Regions from separate parts of the Delphinus delphis genome. Here region 1 is linked to region 2. A link is a contact called in public Hi-C data. All regions are on one chromosome and are shown on one strand. Each heading gives the region's core, a stretch centred on a gene start, on an enhancer-like site or on the middle of the called end of the contact. The rest is flanking DNA. Distances are from core to core; before and after follow the strand shown.

Evidence for each region. A called contact is a pair of places that touch in the nucleus more often than the background predicts.
Region 1: a Hi-C map of lung shows a contact between it and region 2, with 2.9 times the contacts expected there. The contact joins the promoter of LOC132432614 here to the promoter of C10H6orf47 in region 2. A contact is called at or near these places in 2 of 3 Hi-C or Micro-C datasets (lung and muscle).

What each region holds. Positions count from the first base shown.
Region 1 is chr10:23,403,923-23,406,622 of mDelDel1.2, reverse strand. It overlaps LOC132432614 (heat shock 70 kDa protein 1B), which reads right to left and starts at 1,251. Exons shown (of 1, transcript XM_060023263.2): 1 at 1-1,251. The coding sequence starts at 1,043.
Region 2 is chr10:23,266,284-23,268,983 of mDelDel1.2, reverse strand. It overlaps C10H6orf47 (chromosome 10 C6orf47 homolog), which reads left to right and starts at 1,301. Exons shown (of 1, transcript XM_060023286.1): 1 at 1,301-2,700. The coding sequence starts at 2,116. GPANK1 (G-patch domain and ankyrin repeats 1) reads left to right here. Exons shown (of 4, transcript XM_069541121.1): 4 at 1-331. The coding sequence ends at 44.

The sequences.
Region 1 (2,700 bases), core at 2-2,501, 140 kb before region 2:
TTCTGCACCTTGGGGATGCGGGTGGAGCCCCCCACCAGGACCAGGTCGTGGACCTGAGCCTTGTCCAGCTTGGCGTCGCGCAGAGCCTTCTCCACGGGCTCCAGGGTGCTCCGGAACAGGTCCGAGCACAGCTCTTCGAACCGCGCCCTGGTGATGGACGTGTAGAAGTCGATGCCCTCGAACAGGGAATCGATCTCCAGGCTGGCCTGGGTGCTGGACGACAGGGTCCTCTTGGCCCTCTCGCAGGCGGTGCGCAGTCGCCTCACGGCCCGCTTGTTCTGGCTGATGTCCTTCTTGTGCTTCCTCTTGAACTCCTCCACGAAGTGGTTCACCAGCCTGTTGTCGAAGTCCTCCCCACCCAGGTGGGTGTCCCCGGCCGTGGCCTTCACCTCGAAGATGCCGTCGTCGATCGTCAGGATGGACACGTCGAACGTGCCCCCGCCCAGGTCAAAGATGAGCACGTTGCGCTCCCCCTTGCCCGTCCGGTCCAGGCCGTAGGCGATGGCGGCAGCCGTGGGCTCGTTGATGATCCTCAGCACGTTCAGCCCCGCGATCACCCCGGCATCCTTGGTGGCCTGGCGCTGCGAGTCGTTGAAGTAGGCCGGCACAGTGATCACCGCGTTGCTTACCGGGTGGCCCAGGTACGCCTCGGCGATCTCCTTCATCTTGGTCAGCACCATCGACGAGATCTCCTCGGGGTAGAACGCCTTGGTCTCCCCCTTGTAGCTCACCTGCACCTTGGGCTTGTCACCGTCGTTGATCACCCGGAAAGGCCAGTGCTTCATGTCCGACTGCACCACAGGGTCGCCAAACTTGCGGCCGATCAGCCGCTTCGCGTCGAACACGGTGTTCTGTGGGTTCAGCGCCACCTGGTTCTTGGCCGCGTCGCCGATGAGCCGCTCGGTGTCCGTGAAGGCCACGTAGCTGGGGGTGGTGCGGTTGCCCTGATCGTTGGCGATGATCTCTACTTTGCCGTGCTGGAACACCCCCACGCAGGAGTAGGTGGTGCCCAGATCGATGCCAATGGCCGTGCTTTTCGCCATGCCGGTGTCCTGTCCTCTCGGCTCCGCAACGAACTTCAGACCTGAAAACGGCCAACGAGTTCAGCGACGAGGAGCTCGGTTCTTTCGGATTCCGAAACCGAACGCGCCGGTGCCGCTCGGGGTGGTGTTCGCAAAGAGTGTGTCTGCAGAAGCTGCTCTCACCAACTACACGAATCTTAGTAGCTCTCTCAAGGCTCGCCGTTTCTCTGAGGGCTGCTCTGTGTTTATAATTTTTCAACAAGCTCCGCCTTTTCCCTCCTCAGCCAATCACCGAGCTCAGTGTGGCTGCCGGGTCGGGAATATTCCAGGGGTTTCTCCTCAGGTCCTGCCCCCTGGTTTTCTGGGACCAATCAGCCCCGTGGGTGCCACCCCTCCCAGAACTCTCCAGACTCTTCTCGGATTCGCTGGAGGAAACGGGAGTCCTAAGGGGAGGGGGGAGAGGCCCTGGGAAGAGTCGTTGTTGACTCCGCCCACACAGTCTCCGTTTCCCTGGTGAGCCGCCTGCCAAGTAGTTGGCTGTCGACCGGAAGGATGAGTCCTAGGCTTGTAACAAGTAGGGCGGTGAGAGGCTCGTGGGGCTCAAATAAGTTTGGTTGTTTAAAGTAGGATTAGGGGGTACACGATTCCGGGGAGACCCAAATTACAGAAAGATCCGGAGTTTCTCTAAGAGGGTGGGGTATCTGTGGCCCAAAGAGACGCTGATTGGAGCCTGACGCTGATGGAAGCAGCCACGTTTGGACCGGTTCGCGGAGGGGCCAGGCTGCCTGAGAATTGCCTTGGCCCTCCCGGCGTTTTTCCCATCTTATTTTTAAAGTAGGACGGACAAGGAAAGAGATAATGAAGTATAGTTTTGGCGTCATCTTTAGCCCTATATGGATGGAATATCTGGGGATGGGAAAATTTTAATTTTCAAAAGAAAAGTAATCAGGTAAACAGACGGTTCTTAAATTGGAGAAGTTCCCAACGCCTTAAAAGGGACGCGTTCGGTCAGGGGCGTGGGGAGGGAAGGGCAGGGTTGGATCCACCGCGCCCCTGTCCCCGCCCAGAATCGCTCCCGTTTTCCTCGGGCTGGACTGGGACTTGAGAAAGAAAAATGATCTCTATAGAAATTCAGCTATCGGGCTTCCCTGGTGGCGCAGTGGTAGAGAGTCTGCCTGCTGATGCAGGGGACACGGGTTCCTTCCCCGGTCCGGGAAGATCCCACAGGCCGCGGAGCGGCTGAGCCCGTGAGCCATGGCCGCTGAGCCTGCGCATCCGGAGCCTGTGCTCCGCAACAGAGGCCCGTGTGCCGCAAAAAAAAAAAAAAAAGAAATTCAGCTATCATTAGGCCTTTGGGGCTTCTCCCAGTTCCTCACTTTCCCAGCCTGGGTTCCGGGCCACCCCCCTGTTTCCTTTATGCCTTTTTTTTTTTTTTTTTTTTTGGGTACGCGGGCCTGCTCACTATTGTGGCCTCTCCCGTTGCGGAGCACAGGCTTCGGACGCGGAGGCTCAGCGGCCATGGCTCACGGGCCCAGCCGCTCCGCGGCATGTGGGATCTTCGCGGACCGGGGCACGAACCCGTGTCCCCTGCATCGGCAGGCGGACTCTCTACCACTGCGCCACCAGGGATGCCCCTTTCTGCCTTCTTCATTCCCGGTTCAGCCTCGGATGATTGGTG
Region 2 (2,700 bases), core at 52-2,551:
CCTGGGAGCGGGATCTGAGGACATACATGAACCTTGAGTTCTGACTTGGCAAGTTCTGACCCTGGTCTGCTGCTGAAGTCTGAACTTGGGCCCCTGACCTAGGCACTTGGGCTTCTACTTCCTGGGGCCTGCCCAGGTTCCAGACCTTCAGGTTTTGATCAGTGGACTCTGCCTGTGGGAGAAAAGAGGCTGAGAGTTGAGAAATAAATCAAGCTTTTCCCCCTCTTTGGTGTTTTATTCACTTTTCTGGAAGCTGTTGCAGGGAAGCCAAACAGGCTGGGGGCCACATGAAATTCTACCTGAGCCAGAAGAGGCAGCAGCTCTGCTAGGTGGTATGATAGGGTCACCTCCCTGCCAGTCTGGTTCGCTCCTAGTCCCAGCCGCTGCCCAGAGTGCCCCACCTATTTTTTCAATCCCTGAACCAGGAATTGCCCATCTCTATGCAAGTCTAACTTCCCTCAGAAGGCATCCCCTGCCCACTCCATCCCTTGCCCACTCAATTCAATCATTGATTTCACAAACAAAGTTCATATACTATGTGCTAAGAATAGGGAGTAAGAGACTTTCCCAGTCTTCAGGTTGCTCACAGCTGGAGGAGACAGGATGTGATCAAATACAATGCATGGTGATAGAGGAGGTCAGGGAAGGCTCAGAGGTGATGAGAGTGGGTAGGGTCTTGCAGGAAGAGGCCAGTGTGATAGGAGGGCCTAAGATTATGCAGCCTGTAGGCTATTAGCTGAAACTGGGACCAGAACTCTGGCCTCCCAAATACACACTTTAAGCCAAGGTTGTTCATTTTGATACCTGAAAACTCCTGAGGGCAGGAAGCACATCCTATTTGTCTACACTTGCCCTTCCCACACTTCGTCTCCCGCGCCTCCCTTGTGCTGCTCATACTAGGTGCCAGGCACATGAAGCGCTCACTGTCGTCAAATCCAAGAGGTAAAATACGTGCATGGAGGAGCAAGGAAGGGCTACTCAAGTCCCAAGCCTCCTCTCAGCTTTCTTTTCCGGAAAATCCTTTCATGAAATCATAAACAAGAAAAGGGGACTAAAGGGGGCGGGCGAGTTTAAGGGAACACTGGCGTCACGGGGGCTCTAGACGACGAAAAGGGAAAGCTGGGTTTACATTCAGGCGTTGGGTCCCCGTGATCTTGACTCTGCGCCCCGCGGTACGGCCAGGTGCGCACTGATGGCGCGCACAAGCAGCGCGGGCGCGGGGCGGTGGTGGATCGGCAGGGTCCGCCCCGCGAGCTGCGGGCCCCGCCTCCGCCTGTCCCTCTAGTCCCGGTGCAGCTGCTTCCGGGCTCTGCGGCTCCGGGCGGATCCGCGAGGCCGCGGCCCGGACGCTGGGCCCGGGAGGGGCTGCAGCGCCTGGACGCCTGGCTCCCCAGGCAGGCCCGCGCTTTGCCTGGCAACCGGGATCTCCGAGGACATCTCCGGCCTGACCTCGCGGAGACCGAGTCTCAGCTGCGTGCTCAGGGGCCGGTGGGGCCACTTTATAGGGTTCATAGCCCTCTGAATCAAGGGACGAACGTTGCTGGCTGGAGTTTGCCGGATACCTCTTCCCTCACTCACCTAACAAGAGACTTCTTCCTGAGCTGCCTTAGGGCAGCAGTTCAGGACTCTCCCGCTCCGGAGCACCTAGGACCCAGGGCCACCTTCCTTCCTTCCTTCCTTCTTGGGAGAACCTCCTCCCCAGTTGCTGGGGCACCTTGGGACGTAGGCTTGGTGAGTGAAACTTGGGGTGCTGCCTGCTGGGAAATAAACCTGGAAAACAGGGAGGACACTGTGGGGGTGACCCAGGCTTTGTCAGATCCTGAGACTTTTGGAATCTTGTGTGCTGGGTGGTGGTGGTGAATGAACTTGGATGTGCCTTCCTTTACCTCAAAACTGTAAAGGAAACAAGCCGCTTGACACACTTGAGGCTGCATGACCATCCAGGGAAGTGGGGAGCCACTTCTGAATTCAGAGTAGGACTCACCAGCAGATACCTGTTCTTCTGAGCCTGAACAGACTGTGGCTTCTGAGGAAACCCTCAGCCCCCAAACCTGAGCGTCTAAGCAGTGCCAGGAAGCAGCCCCAGAATTTGGGGGCTCATTACACACCCCAACCATGTTCCTGCGACAGCTTGGTGGCTGGCTACCTCGCCCCTGGGGCCGCTGGAAATCAACGAGGCCTGACCTGCCCGCCCCAGAACCCAGACGGATGGACAGCTCCTCTGAGAATTCAGGGAGTGACTGGGACAGTGCCCCAGAAACCATGGGAGATCTGGGGCCTCCCAAGACCAAGGACTCAGGTGCACAGGGGAGCTCTGGGGCTGCTCCAGAACCAAGCAGGGAGTCCCAAGTTGAGCAACTGGGGTGCAAAAAAATGGATTCTCTCAAGTGGGATGAGACTGTCTCTAGCACTCAAGAGTCTGGGAGATTGGAGGCTGGAGAGACCATTCTCAAACCAGGATGGGATCCTGTGGACTCAGGTGGCACCAAGAAGCCTGGTGTGTCCCCTGAAGAGGGACTGAGCCCCCCTGGGCTTGAAGCCCCAGCGGAGAAGCCTGGCCAGCGTCAGAAGCTGCTGGGCTGGCTGCGGGGGGAAACAGGTGGGGGAGCAGGGGCTCCCTACCAGTACCTGGGGGACCCAGAGGAGTGTCTGCAGATCTCCACCAACCTGACCCTGCACCTGCTGGAGCTCCTGGCCTCA